2 separate regions of the Rattus norvegicus genome follow, and region 2 is linked to region 1. Evidence: chromatin contacts called from public Hi-C data. All regions are on one chromosome and are shown on one strand. Each heading gives the region's core, a stretch centred on a gene start, on an enhancer-like site or on the middle of the called end of the contact. The rest is flanking DNA. Distances are from core to core; before and after follow the strand shown. Region 1 holds the start of Abcd3 (ATP binding cassette subfamily D member 3). Region 2 overlaps Abca4 (ATP binding cassette subfamily A member 4).

The links. A called contact is a pair of places that touch in the nucleus more often than the background predicts.
Region 2: a contact with region 1 is called in a Hi-C map of liver, with 2.6 times the contacts expected there. The contact joins the enhancer-like site here to the promoter of Abcd3 in region 1. A contact is called at or near these places in 2 of 12 Hi-C or Micro-C datasets (kidney and liver).

The regions. Positions count from the first base shown.
Region 1 is chr2:212,585,847-212,591,684 of GRCr8, reverse strand. It overlaps Abcd3 (ATP binding cassette subfamily D member 3), which reads left to right and starts at 1,306. Exons shown (of 23, transcript NM_012804.2): 1 at 1,306-1,477. The coding sequence starts at 1,368. LOC108350099 (a long non-coding RNA gene) reads right to left here and starts at 1,182. Exons shown (of 2, transcript XR_001836889.3): 1 at 935-1,182.
Region 2 is chr2:212,935,870-212,941,279 of GRCr8, reverse strand. It overlaps Abca4 (ATP binding cassette subfamily A member 4), which reads right to left. Exons shown (of 50, transcript NM_001107721.1): 24 at 4,545-4,629; 25 at 862-1,067; 26 at 477-525. Among named protein-coding and RNA genes, the nearest start is that of Abca4, 89 kb to the right of the region's middle. Within about 2 kb of position 2,944, at least 18 of the 93 cell types and tissues checked have an H3K27ac peak or open chromatin away from gene starts, as enhancers often do. A contact at or near this core is called in liver, where this site is marked.

The sequences.
Region 1 (5,838 bases), core at 57-2,556:
TTTTTCCATTCTCATAACCGTTTAACCAATCACACAGAGAAAACACCTAGGGCACCACTGTTTCATTGGTTACTTTTATGGGCAGGCAACATTTATGTATTGTGTAAGGTTTTATAAGCTTCCTTTCAGACACTTGCTTCTCTACAGTTTCTTAAACTGAAAACAGCCATTCATTAAGTTATTGTGGGGGTTGGGGATTTAGCTCAGTGGTAGAGCCCTTGCCTAGGAAGCGCAAGGCCCTGGGTTCAGTCCCCAGCTCCGAAAAAAAAGAACCAAAAAAAAAAAAAAAAAAAAGTTATTGTGCATGCACTGGACTAAATGCTAGGGATAACAATTTCTGCATGATAGGGGTGGGACAGGAGAAGAATGCTGTAATCTGTAAAGCCCGTCTGCTTCTGGGAGTAAGGCCAGCATTAATACAACGCACAATTGTTATTTCTGAATGTCCCTTTGCAAAGAACAGCGTTTCTCAAACTTTCTTTGACTAGACCTAACATAAAGAAATACATTTTTTATCGCCATCCCTGTACATATCTACAAAAAGAATAATTTTTCTTAAAACTCCTTTTTGTCACGCATTCTGAGCTTTTTCCCACTACATTATTCTTTTTTTTTTTTTTCTTTTTTTCGGAGCTGGGGACTGAACCCAGGGCCTTGCACTTGCTAGGCAAGCGCTCTACCGCTGAGCTAAATCCCCAACCCCTACATTATTCTTATTAAAAAATTAATACAGCGGTGGATCCATCGTCCCCAACCGATTTTACAGAAGTCCTAGATACCAAAATCTAAGGCAACTTGAAATAAGATATCTGATTGTAGTCTTTCTCTTCCTGGTCTCCCTTCACTCTTTAAGTTGTAAATGTAGACCATACTAGTGCTCTGTGATGGAGCCGTTCCCCTCCTCCCTCGGCTTCTTTAAGAGGGTGGTACCGACCCATCCAGGGGATGGCAGAGGGGCAGGGCCCACTAAGTCCGCGGCGCAGGCCTGGCCCGCTCTTCCAGTTCTTGTGAAAGCTAGGGTTTGTGCAAGCAGAGCTCCCAAGGCCGAAGCGGGGGTAGCTCGGATCCGCGCCTAGGACCAGCACCGCTGGCCCGCCGCGTTTCCGGCGAGTCAGTGGGGGTCCGCGCGTGCGCAGAGCGTCCCTCTAGGGAAGGACCTTTCGATCGCCCCGCGCCCGCGCGCGCGTCCGGGAAGCCAAAGTCCAGGGTGGGCTCGGCGCGGCGGCGCGCGCCAGGGGGCGTTCCCGCGCGGCCGGCCCCGCCCTCTCTCGGCGCCGAGCTATCCTCCCAGTTTCCCCCGCGGTTCCTGCACTGAGGTTGTCGCCGGCGCGTCCCCTATACCGCGGCTCGCTCGCCCTGCCGGTGCCATGGCGGCCTTCAGCAAGTACTTGACGGCGCGGAACTCCTCGCTGGCGGGGGCCGCGTTCCTGCTGTTCTGCCTGCTCCACAAGCGGCGTCGCGCCCTCGGCCTGCACGGGTGAGGCTCGCGGCCGCGCCGCTTTCCCGGGCCCGAGCCGGCTGCTCCGGGAGCGCGCCTTGCCCTTCTCTCCAGGTCCGGAGCTGCGCGGGTGCCCGCAGAACCCAGCCAGCGGTCCCCGAGCCCCGCGGCCCTCGGCCTGGCGGCCACTGCGCTATCCCCAGACTGCGGGAGGGAGGAGGGCGCGCCGCGTCCCTGCGCCCCCTCACCACTTCCCCCTGCATGTCAACTTTATGGGTGCATTCTGGTTTTGCCATCTCATCGCCACAGAACGCTAAGGTTTCGTTCGGGATGGACATTTTACGCCTGCTCGACTCCGGAGTAGTGGCGGTGGATAGTGGCCAGGGGCGTTCTTGGGGGTTTTCTGGATCCAGTGGGCACGATTTTTTCTAAAGCGGTGCCCTTTTCCGGAATTGGTCAGTGGATGCCCTGACAGCTCATTTGGAAAGGTTGAATTGGCTGGGTGGTGTGTGCAGGACAAAGTTTCCTCCATCTGCTTTATAGGTGAAAGGTGAAAGTGTGTTTTAGGTGAAGATCACTTGTTAATTACAGCGTACAGCTACCTGCCTGGAGAGAAAGTCAAAGTTTACTTTGAACTCCTGGGAGATTGGGAAAGGAGAGAATTGAGTTCTGGTGTTGGGATTACAGGCACAATTTTATTTCTTGTCGCACATTTGATTGCAGCGAGCGAAAGAGAAAAGGTTACTTCCTAACTAAGCATTCTTGCTAAGTCTTTGGATATTTAATATTCAATCTTAGAATAATTCTTCTATGCTTTTTATTTCATCAACCCTCTGGGCAGGTACTATTGTCTCCTGCCTTTGATTTGCTTGATCTACCTTATTAGAATTTGGCCTAAAATACTAGCAGAGAGCTCCAAGTACCCTTTCACGAAGTATTTTCTGTCCTGTCTATTTTGACTTGCCTATTGACTGCAACATTGGCCCCTTTCTTCCTAAATCAGCTTTACAAAATAGTAATATGCGTCACCTTCACACACTAACCTTTTTTTTTTTTCAAAGAGTTCTGGGTGGGGCTGATTAAGTCTAAATATTTTTCTGTTAGATTGTATCCTTTCTGAACTCTCCTTTGGGATTAGAAGTTATCAGTTATTTGGAATATGCTGATAGAACGTGTTAGATGCTTTGTCTTGAGTTACAGTCTTTGTAGGGAAGCGTTTCAGTGCATAGAATAGGCATTTTACTAGGGAGGGAACTTGACTGCTAACAGCTCTGACTGATTTTTAAAAAATGTCCTTTTTCCTGAGACACTTGTATACATACAGAAAACACTATGCAGCATAAATGTCAGGTTGGCAAGATTTTTGCAAGTAAAAGACAACCTGTATCATCAGTGCCCAGATCCAGAAGCAGAATCTTATCGGCACCCAGAATTCCCTCACGTCTCTTTCCAGTCACAGTCCAAACCAACAGCTCCGTTGTGTTGTAGTACTGTAGATTATTGAGTACAGGGAGTTTCAAACCAAATCTACTGGGAAATAATAGCAATAGAGGTGATAGTATAATATAATTTATCTTCCTGAGTAATTGAAGCTGTTCACCTGCCATTCCAAAGATCTTCTTGAGAAACTTTGTGAACTTTCTGAAGATAGAATTATGCAACAGGTAGTTTACTGAACCAAAGAGAGTTGCTAATCTTTAAATATTTAGAGGGTTGAGGATGCAGATTATGAGCAGATAAATGTGAGACATAAATTACTGAGATAAAATGATTGAACTTACATAAGTCACTAATATATATTATATAGGCTTATATCTAAATATATTAGTACATATAATGTATATATATATGTATATATATATTAGATGTACACTTTCATGTTCTTATCTTTCAATCCCTATCTTTGGTTTCACAGTCTGGAGGTTATAAAATTTTGACCTTCTATTGCCCTGGCCCTTGGGTGTGTTTGGTAACAGAGCTAATTAATTTTAATATCTTTCGGTACTTACCTATGGGATAAGTGATTATCTGTGAATAGTAAGTTTGTCTTAGAATGTATATTCTCTTGGAATTGGATAGCTGACATAACTAGTAAAGCACTCAGAAGTTATGTTGCAACATTATTCTAAATATTAAGATAAAATTCTGTTACTTTAAAATTCTATTAATGTAACTTTTATTACCCTATTACATCACACACACTTATTATGAAATATTTTGCATACCTATGGAGTAAATAGAATAATAATCCCCTATTCATTTCACCCATATTGTTCCATCCATTTGTTTGATCCCTACTCCGTTACAAGTAAAACATATTTATTGAAATGTGCAATTCTTAGTTACACTTGTCAAACAAATGGACACACTTGTATTACATCCGTCTTACAAATTGGGACATTTTTATCTCCCCAGAAAGTTCCTTTGTATTTCTTTCTAATCATTTCCTACCACTGTTGTGCTAACTTTTCCCTCTTTACTCTCCCTTAAGCAATGGACTCTTGTAATTCATGGGCAAAAGTCGCTTAATCACGAAAAAGGAATTGTTTGTTTAGGGCTATTTTCTGTGCTACATGCTGTAGGAGACAGATGTCTGTCTGTCTGTCTGTCTATCTATCTATCTATCTATCTATAACATTTAAAATAAGTAAGCCATCTTAAGGCGCTTATGCTCTTGTTAGGGAAAGAAACTTAAATAAGAAATGTTAAAAGTGAGGACGGTGAAGTGTGCGGACACTTTAATACTAGCTTACTTGTGGTAGTGGTTTGGACCTCGGCTTGAGTTTTGTACTTCTTCAGCCATGCACTTGTAATCTGTTGAGTGCATTAGGCTGGCTTTCTTTTGGGTCCGATTTCGCTCTGTGCCAGCTCAACCCCTTCTCCCCACCGTTATTTTTTCTTTGAGACTTAGCTCAGGAAAGAACTTTCTGATAGGCATTTTCCACTGTTTCTAACTCCAGACTGATGTATATATACCCTTTGCTTTTCTGACACTAAGATTCCTCTTCTCTAGCACTCACTACTTAGTTTTGCACAGGTCTCTTTTCTTGGCTTCTGCTTACCTCAGAATCTGAATTTCTTGAGGCTGTGGACTGAGTCATGCTTATTTTTCTAGTTTACTTAACTTTTATTTTTTGCTGTATTGGGATCACACCTACTGGGCCTTGTCCATGCCAGACAAGTAGTTTACCACTGAGTTAGGGAGACCTTGAGTCATATTTAAATCCCTCAATCGGCTATGTCCCAGGATAGACAGTAAACGTTAGAGGGGATAAGTGATACAGAGCTGTGGAAGACTTTTTAAAGAACAGTTGGCAGAAGTTGAAGAAGCAAATAGAGGCCTCGTCTTCATAGAAGTCATGAGTGTACCCGAGAGTCTGTAGTGTGATCTGAAGAATGGGAAATCTGGCCTGAATGAAAGAGAAGGAACCAGTCTACATTGTCGCAGAATTTTACTATGCTAAATAATAAATAAGTAAGCCATTGAAAGACTGAAGACGGAAGAAAGCAGTTTCCCTTCCCATCAGTGCTTGTGAAACAAAGTTCAGATTTCTCATCCTAGGTTTCAGAGCTTTTCTCCATCTGGTCTCCTCTTACCTGGCTAATCTTATTGTGGCCTTGCCTGCCAGTTGGTACTCTGTGTTCCAAATAGGCCGGTGTCCACACTGTTCTCTGAGCAGGCTATCCTCGTTCCTGGCTTTGCAGCTTCATCCACGTGATCAGTCTTATCTGTAATTTCTGTCTCCTTTGTTCTTCAGTTCTTTAACATTCTTAAAGGGCTAGAGACGGTCACCCTGACATGAAGTATTTAGCTGCTCCTGATGATCTAAGCGATGATCACGTTGCTTTTAACTGTGCATACAAGTGCCTTGGCGGCTGTGCTCTGCCTCACCTGAGGTAATCTAGCTGGGCGTGTCAAGTGCACCTTCATCTTTTGTCCCTTTAAAGCCTTAGTCTATAAATGGTGGGGCACAGTTTCCTCCCCAGATATTTCTACGGTTTCAGGCAGCACAGATTTCTCTTACTCACATCTTTGCTTCTGCTTTATTTTAGATGCCACTCACTTGTCTTTTGAGCCTGTCTCATATCTGTGTTGCTTTCTCTGCATCTGAGTATGATCCCCAAAATAACTGTTACAGAGAAGTTCTGTTAAAAGATTAGTACAGTTAGTAGCAAAGATTCTGTCAGTTTAGTGAGTATCTTAGGATTCTTTTACACAGGACATTGCTTATATTCCCACTCCTGGAACCTTCTTGGCATTTTCCCACCCTGAGTCTCGGGCCTGACGTCAGGCCCTGCTTCAGTGCTTGCATGCCCCCCTATGTGGCAGTTACTTCCTGCACCCCCTTCCCACTTGGGAACGTTCCTGCCAACCAAATCCTCTTTTCTTCATATCAGTA
Region 2 (5,410 bases), core at 1,695-4,194, 350 kb before region 1:
CTGACACATAGAGAAAAGGCCAGAAGTCACAGGAATTTTGGTCCCCACTATTTCAAAGTCCATCGGTTACTGACTGAGAGTTTTAGAGTGTTTTTATCTTGATCACAAAGGGTCAGGAGACTGTAGTTGGCATCTGGGTTATATTAACTGTCACTGTTATCGCTAAGGGCTCTCTGCTGACCATCACTCATGCAGACAAGACTGTATCAGAAGCCTGGTAGAGAGGAGGGATACTGTGGTGACATGACAGAAAAAAGGAGACCAGGGGAGTAGGAGGTGAATTTTGGGGGGAGAAATCTACCAGTCTGACATGGGTAAGAATCCTGATCCATCCAGAATGTTCCAGAATGTAGTCAAATTTGGTCTCTCACCGGTAGGCACCAAGAACAAAAAATGCATTACTTGGGGCTCTGTAGACTTTTTAAGATCGAGTCTGGGAAAATGAGACAAGCCACTGAGTCCGGCACCATGCATACCTACAAACTTAGAACCTGATTCAGAATCCTCCGTGACCTTCAGGAAAATCTGTTGAGACACGAAGAGAGAATTAGGTTCAGGCTTTCATGCTTTCGGGGAAATCTAAACCTAGTTCCACTGTGCTGGGCACTGTTTCACCATGGGAAGAAATCCATCCTAACTATCTGAGAACACAGTCTTCTATAAATGAGAAGGTGTGAGCACATGATGACCACAACTGCAGCAAATACGTGTGCGTGTGGACCAAGGTAGGAGGAAGCCAGCTGAAGAGAGAGCTGGAGAGTTATGGCTTTTACTTTTGTCAGGTTTTGCTTTGGTGTTAGGCTTTTGCAAGAGCCGCCTTTTCTGGCGCTAGACAGAAACCGACTGCCATCTCTGCCTCACCTCTTCCAGGGGAGTGTCAGAAATTCCAAAGCTGCTGAGCCCCAGGTCAGCCAGAGTCTCCTCCAGCTCTCGGAAGAGGCTGGCATATGCTCTCTGCTTGAAATTCTTGTTTGGGAGGAGGAAGATAAGTTCTTGGCCAATGCATTCCACCAGCTTTGCCTCTGGAACATGGTGGTACACCAAATCTGTCAGCTCCTTCACATCCCCTAGGCCAGGAAAAAAAGACTCATGTCAACCTGATTCAGCCTATTCTACAATCTGGAAGACTATAAGACTTCCTGGAGCTCCTCTCCTCTCCTCTCCTCTCCTCTCCTCTCCTCTCCTCTCCTCTCCTCTCCTCTCCCCTCCCCTCCCTTCCCCCCTCCTCTCCTCATCTCTCTCTCCTCTCTTCCCCTCTCCTCCCTTCTCCTCTCCTCTCCTCCCCTCCCCTCCCCTCCCCCCTCCTCTCCTCATCTCTCTCTCTCCTCTCTTCCCCTCTCCTCTCCTCTCCTCTCCTCTCCTCTCCCCTCCCCTCTCCTCCCCCCTCCTCTCCTCATCTCTCTCTCTTCTCTCCTCTCTTCTCCTGTCCTGTCCTCTCCTCCTCTCCCCTCCCCTCCCCTCTCCTCCCCTCCCCTCTGCTCTCCTCTCCTCCCCTCCCCTCTCCTCCCCCTCCCCTCTCCTCCCCTCTCCTCTCCTCTCCTCATCTCTCCTCTCCTCTCCCCTCCCCTTCCCTCTCCTCCCTTCCCCTCCCCTTCTTCCTTTCCCTTCCCTTCCCTTCTCTTCCCTTCCCTCCCCTCCCCTTCCCTTCCCTTCCCTTCTCTAGCCCATTGGAGAAAGGGGCAGATAGCCACCACCCCCTTGCCTCTCGTCCCTCCCTCTCCTCCTCAGTCTCCCCTTCTCTATGTCTCTGTCTCTGTCTGTTTCTCTGTCTCTGTCTGTCTCTTTCATGTGCATATGTGTGGTGTGTGAGTGTGTGTGAATGCGTGTGTGTGTGTGTGTGTGTGTGTGTGTGTGGTGTTTGAGGGTGTGTGTGTGTTTGTGTGTTTCTGTTTATCTGTTTGTTGAGACAAAGCTGGGATTAGAGGCGTGAACCACACCCTTGGCCCTCCGTGTCCTGCCATTTCTATTTTTAGCTTTGTTGACTCTATGACAAACATACTCCATCCAGGTGGTGCAGCCTGAGGGAGGACCAATCTCTAGTTCAGTCAGATGTGCTATTGCCTCAAGGAACACTAAATTGGGTGAGTCCTCCTCCAGTTCCTCATCTGTGAAAGGGGAAAACAGCTGTGTCCATTCCAAGACTGTTCATGTGGATGGAGGGGAGGAGGGGGTAACGTACCCACAGTGCTAGCAGTGGTACAAAAATGACACTTAGCTGTTGCTGTATCCCTGACCATTAGCCCAGGAGGTGAACTTGGCACTGCTTCTGCCTCTCATGCACTGGAGGCTTAGGGGTTAAGTCAAAGTCATTTTCTTTCCCTTGTCTGCTTTTGAAGCTATAGGCCAAGACCCAGGCCTAGAAGAGGAGGCAAGTCTCCTTACTAAACCTTGCCCAAGCCTGCTTTAACTATTTTCCCTTGGTCTGTACCTGACCTCTCAAACAGGAGACTCAATAATCAGCCACTGCAGGGGGTTGAGAAGCCCCAGCCCGGGAGGGGATGAGGATAGCACACGGAGCAGGGGTGAGTGGCATTGGTTATTTCCCTGAGGCTGGCCTTGAACTCACAATCCTCTTGCAGTAGCCTCCAGATTGCTGGGATTATAGGTCTATGTTATGCTAATCCCAGTGAGCCTTGATATTCAGGTCAGTTTTCTGTAAGAGTCAGCATCACCCAGGGGAGTCTCCTCTGTCTTTCAATTGGTTAATATTTCACAGCTCCCCATTGAGAGCCCGTTGAGCTGTGGAAGGCCTGTGTGTCACACCTGCAAACTATGTGATTGTCTTTAGTCCTAGATGATCTCATACTGGGACCGGGGAGTTCTTTACTGGAGGAAATAGCTCTGCCCCAGTAGCTTGTAGGGGTCACACTCATTGTTCTCTTAGGAAGGAAGTAGGACCCAGTCACTGGATTCCCAGGAACCGTCCCTTAGTTATGGGTCGGCCTCTCAGAAGTGTCCATCTGGCCCAGCAGTCTATGTGTGAGTCATTCAGGGACTGTGTGAGTGGTATGTGGGTGTGTGTGAGTGAAAAGCCAGCCGAGGAGGTAACTGGAGATGAAGGGATCCTTCCTAGTTGAGGGCATAACTACCTATAGTACTTTTCACCTTGGCAGCATGTTCTTTCTATACAAAAAACCGAAAACCAAACCAAACCAAAACAAGAACAAAAAACAACTTTCACAGAAGTAAAGCCAAACTTTAAAAAAAAAATCATGTCAGTCAAAAACACATTCCAACTTGGTTTTGATGGCAATTTTTAAATAAGTAATTAAAACACCAATGTCTTGACCAAGGTTCCAAGGAAAAATTAACATAGGCGATAACTCAGTAAGATGAGCAAGACAGGAGATTCAGAGACACCGCACTAAAGAAACCTTTTCGGTTCAGCACTGACTACACAGAGAACGGAGAGTAAATCCTGGTGAGGGACCTGCAGGCCTTCTCTCAGGCCTTTGTTGTTATTTGAGACAGGGTTTCACTATGTCACTTGGAGAGCCTAGAACTCACAGACATCTGCCTAACTCTGCTCCTACTGGGGTTAAGGCTGTGTGCGAATGCACTTTCTCCCAGTTTCCCTCACCCACTAGGACTGTGCATCAATACTTGGCACAGGGGGAGATGTGTTAATAGGAAACTTTCTTTGATAAGCACACACTTTTCCTCTGTTCATAAAGCTGAGTCAGTGCCTAAGTTTCATTTTCCTTTTACATGGGATCCTAGGTCCTGCGGCATTCCCCTTGCAAAGGCATCTGAGGAATGGAGGTGGGCGAGAGTTGAGGGTGGAAAGAGCTCTTGGGACCCTGAGGTCAGATCTGACAGGTGAGCTTATTTACTGCCTCTCTCTGGTGACAGTGAGGTCTCTTTACCCTTAAATTCCAGGGAGGCTCCCTGGGAACTTGGGTGGCAAGAGGGGAATGTGTGACATTGCTTAAAGACACCCTGTATCCTTTCCTGCATCCTTCACACCTACACACTCAGATACTCCATACGTTCCTGTAAGAGACATGAGGGGTGGAGAGATGTCTCAGCAGTCAAGAGCACTCACTGTTCTTACAGGAGCCCCAGGTTCAGTTCCTGGCACCCACACGATGGCTCACAGCTAACTGTATCTGTAGCTTCAGAGGAGTCAATGCCCTCTTCTAGCTTCTGCAGGCACAACTCACTTTCATACATGCAAGCAGTCATACACACAAAATAAAAATGAGAGAGAGAGAGAGAGAGAGAGAGAGAGAGAGAGAGAGAGAGAGAGAGGCAGGCAGAGGGTACCTTGGCACACTTTGAGGAGGGGGTGTGTCCACAGTGTTTCAGACAGGAGGAGTGTAAAAGCCAAGGCTTAACATGGGTAAGGGTGAGGAGTGAACGAAGGTTGGATTCCTCATTAAAGAGAGGGCACTTAGGTTTGAGCGACTTTGAGATCACTTCAGGAATGGAGGAGAGACAGGCTCAGAGGAAGATGAGCAACTGCTCCCACCCTGGGCTTCAAAGCACAGGGTGGTGAGAAGGTCACCGAAACAGAGCTGAGGTTCAACCTGCCCGGCTCTTACCATCCAAGACTTGTTCTTCCGTTATCTCATCGACTCGGGCTGGACACCTGGCAGAGAAACCCTTTGATGTACAGCTGCAGGCCCCCTGCAACAGATGGACAGAAAGGGCTGACGAGATACAGATCACGTCAATGATAGCATCTTCACCGTGCCAATTGCTGTCACCACCGCCCCGTCTGTCTCTCATCAGCAGCTGCGGATGACACTGTTTTTTCTTCACTGTTTAATCTATCAATTCATCTGAGCATTTTGAGGGTGGAGCTTGCTTGACTTTTTATCCCAGAAGGAGTGTGAGTCAGCAGAGAGAGAGGCAGAACCTCAAAGCATCCCATGCCTTGTCATTAGTCACGTAGCACTTGGAGAGACATTCCGCTCCCCTCCCAACCCCTCTGGACACCAGGCTGTGAAAACCCACCAGGACAGGAAAACCCACAGTATCCATTTACACTGGAGGCATGAATAGCATTGCACCAGAACATTCCTGACAGCCTGAATGCCCGGGATACCTGTTCTCAAGGAGCCCAGGAAACACAAGGCTCCATCTCATTGGTCTCCACCACATCCCTACGAAGCAGAAGCCAGTGTCATCTGCTTCATTTCCCACTCGAGGAAAGACAACAACAGCACAGAATAAAATCACTTGCTCGGGCTGACACAGGAGACTAACCCTGGTTCTAAGGACAGGCCCAGTGGTTGTCCTCACCCCCACACAAGTTTTAGGTTCTAGTCTCCAAGGATATCTGTCGTTAGATTTCATCCACTCCTGGAATTCAGGTTTAACTGGGGAGCGTGAATGTTTGGATGGAGGAGAAACAGCTTAAATAAAGCTGTCTTGGGGTTGGGGATTTGGCTCAGTGGTAGAGTGA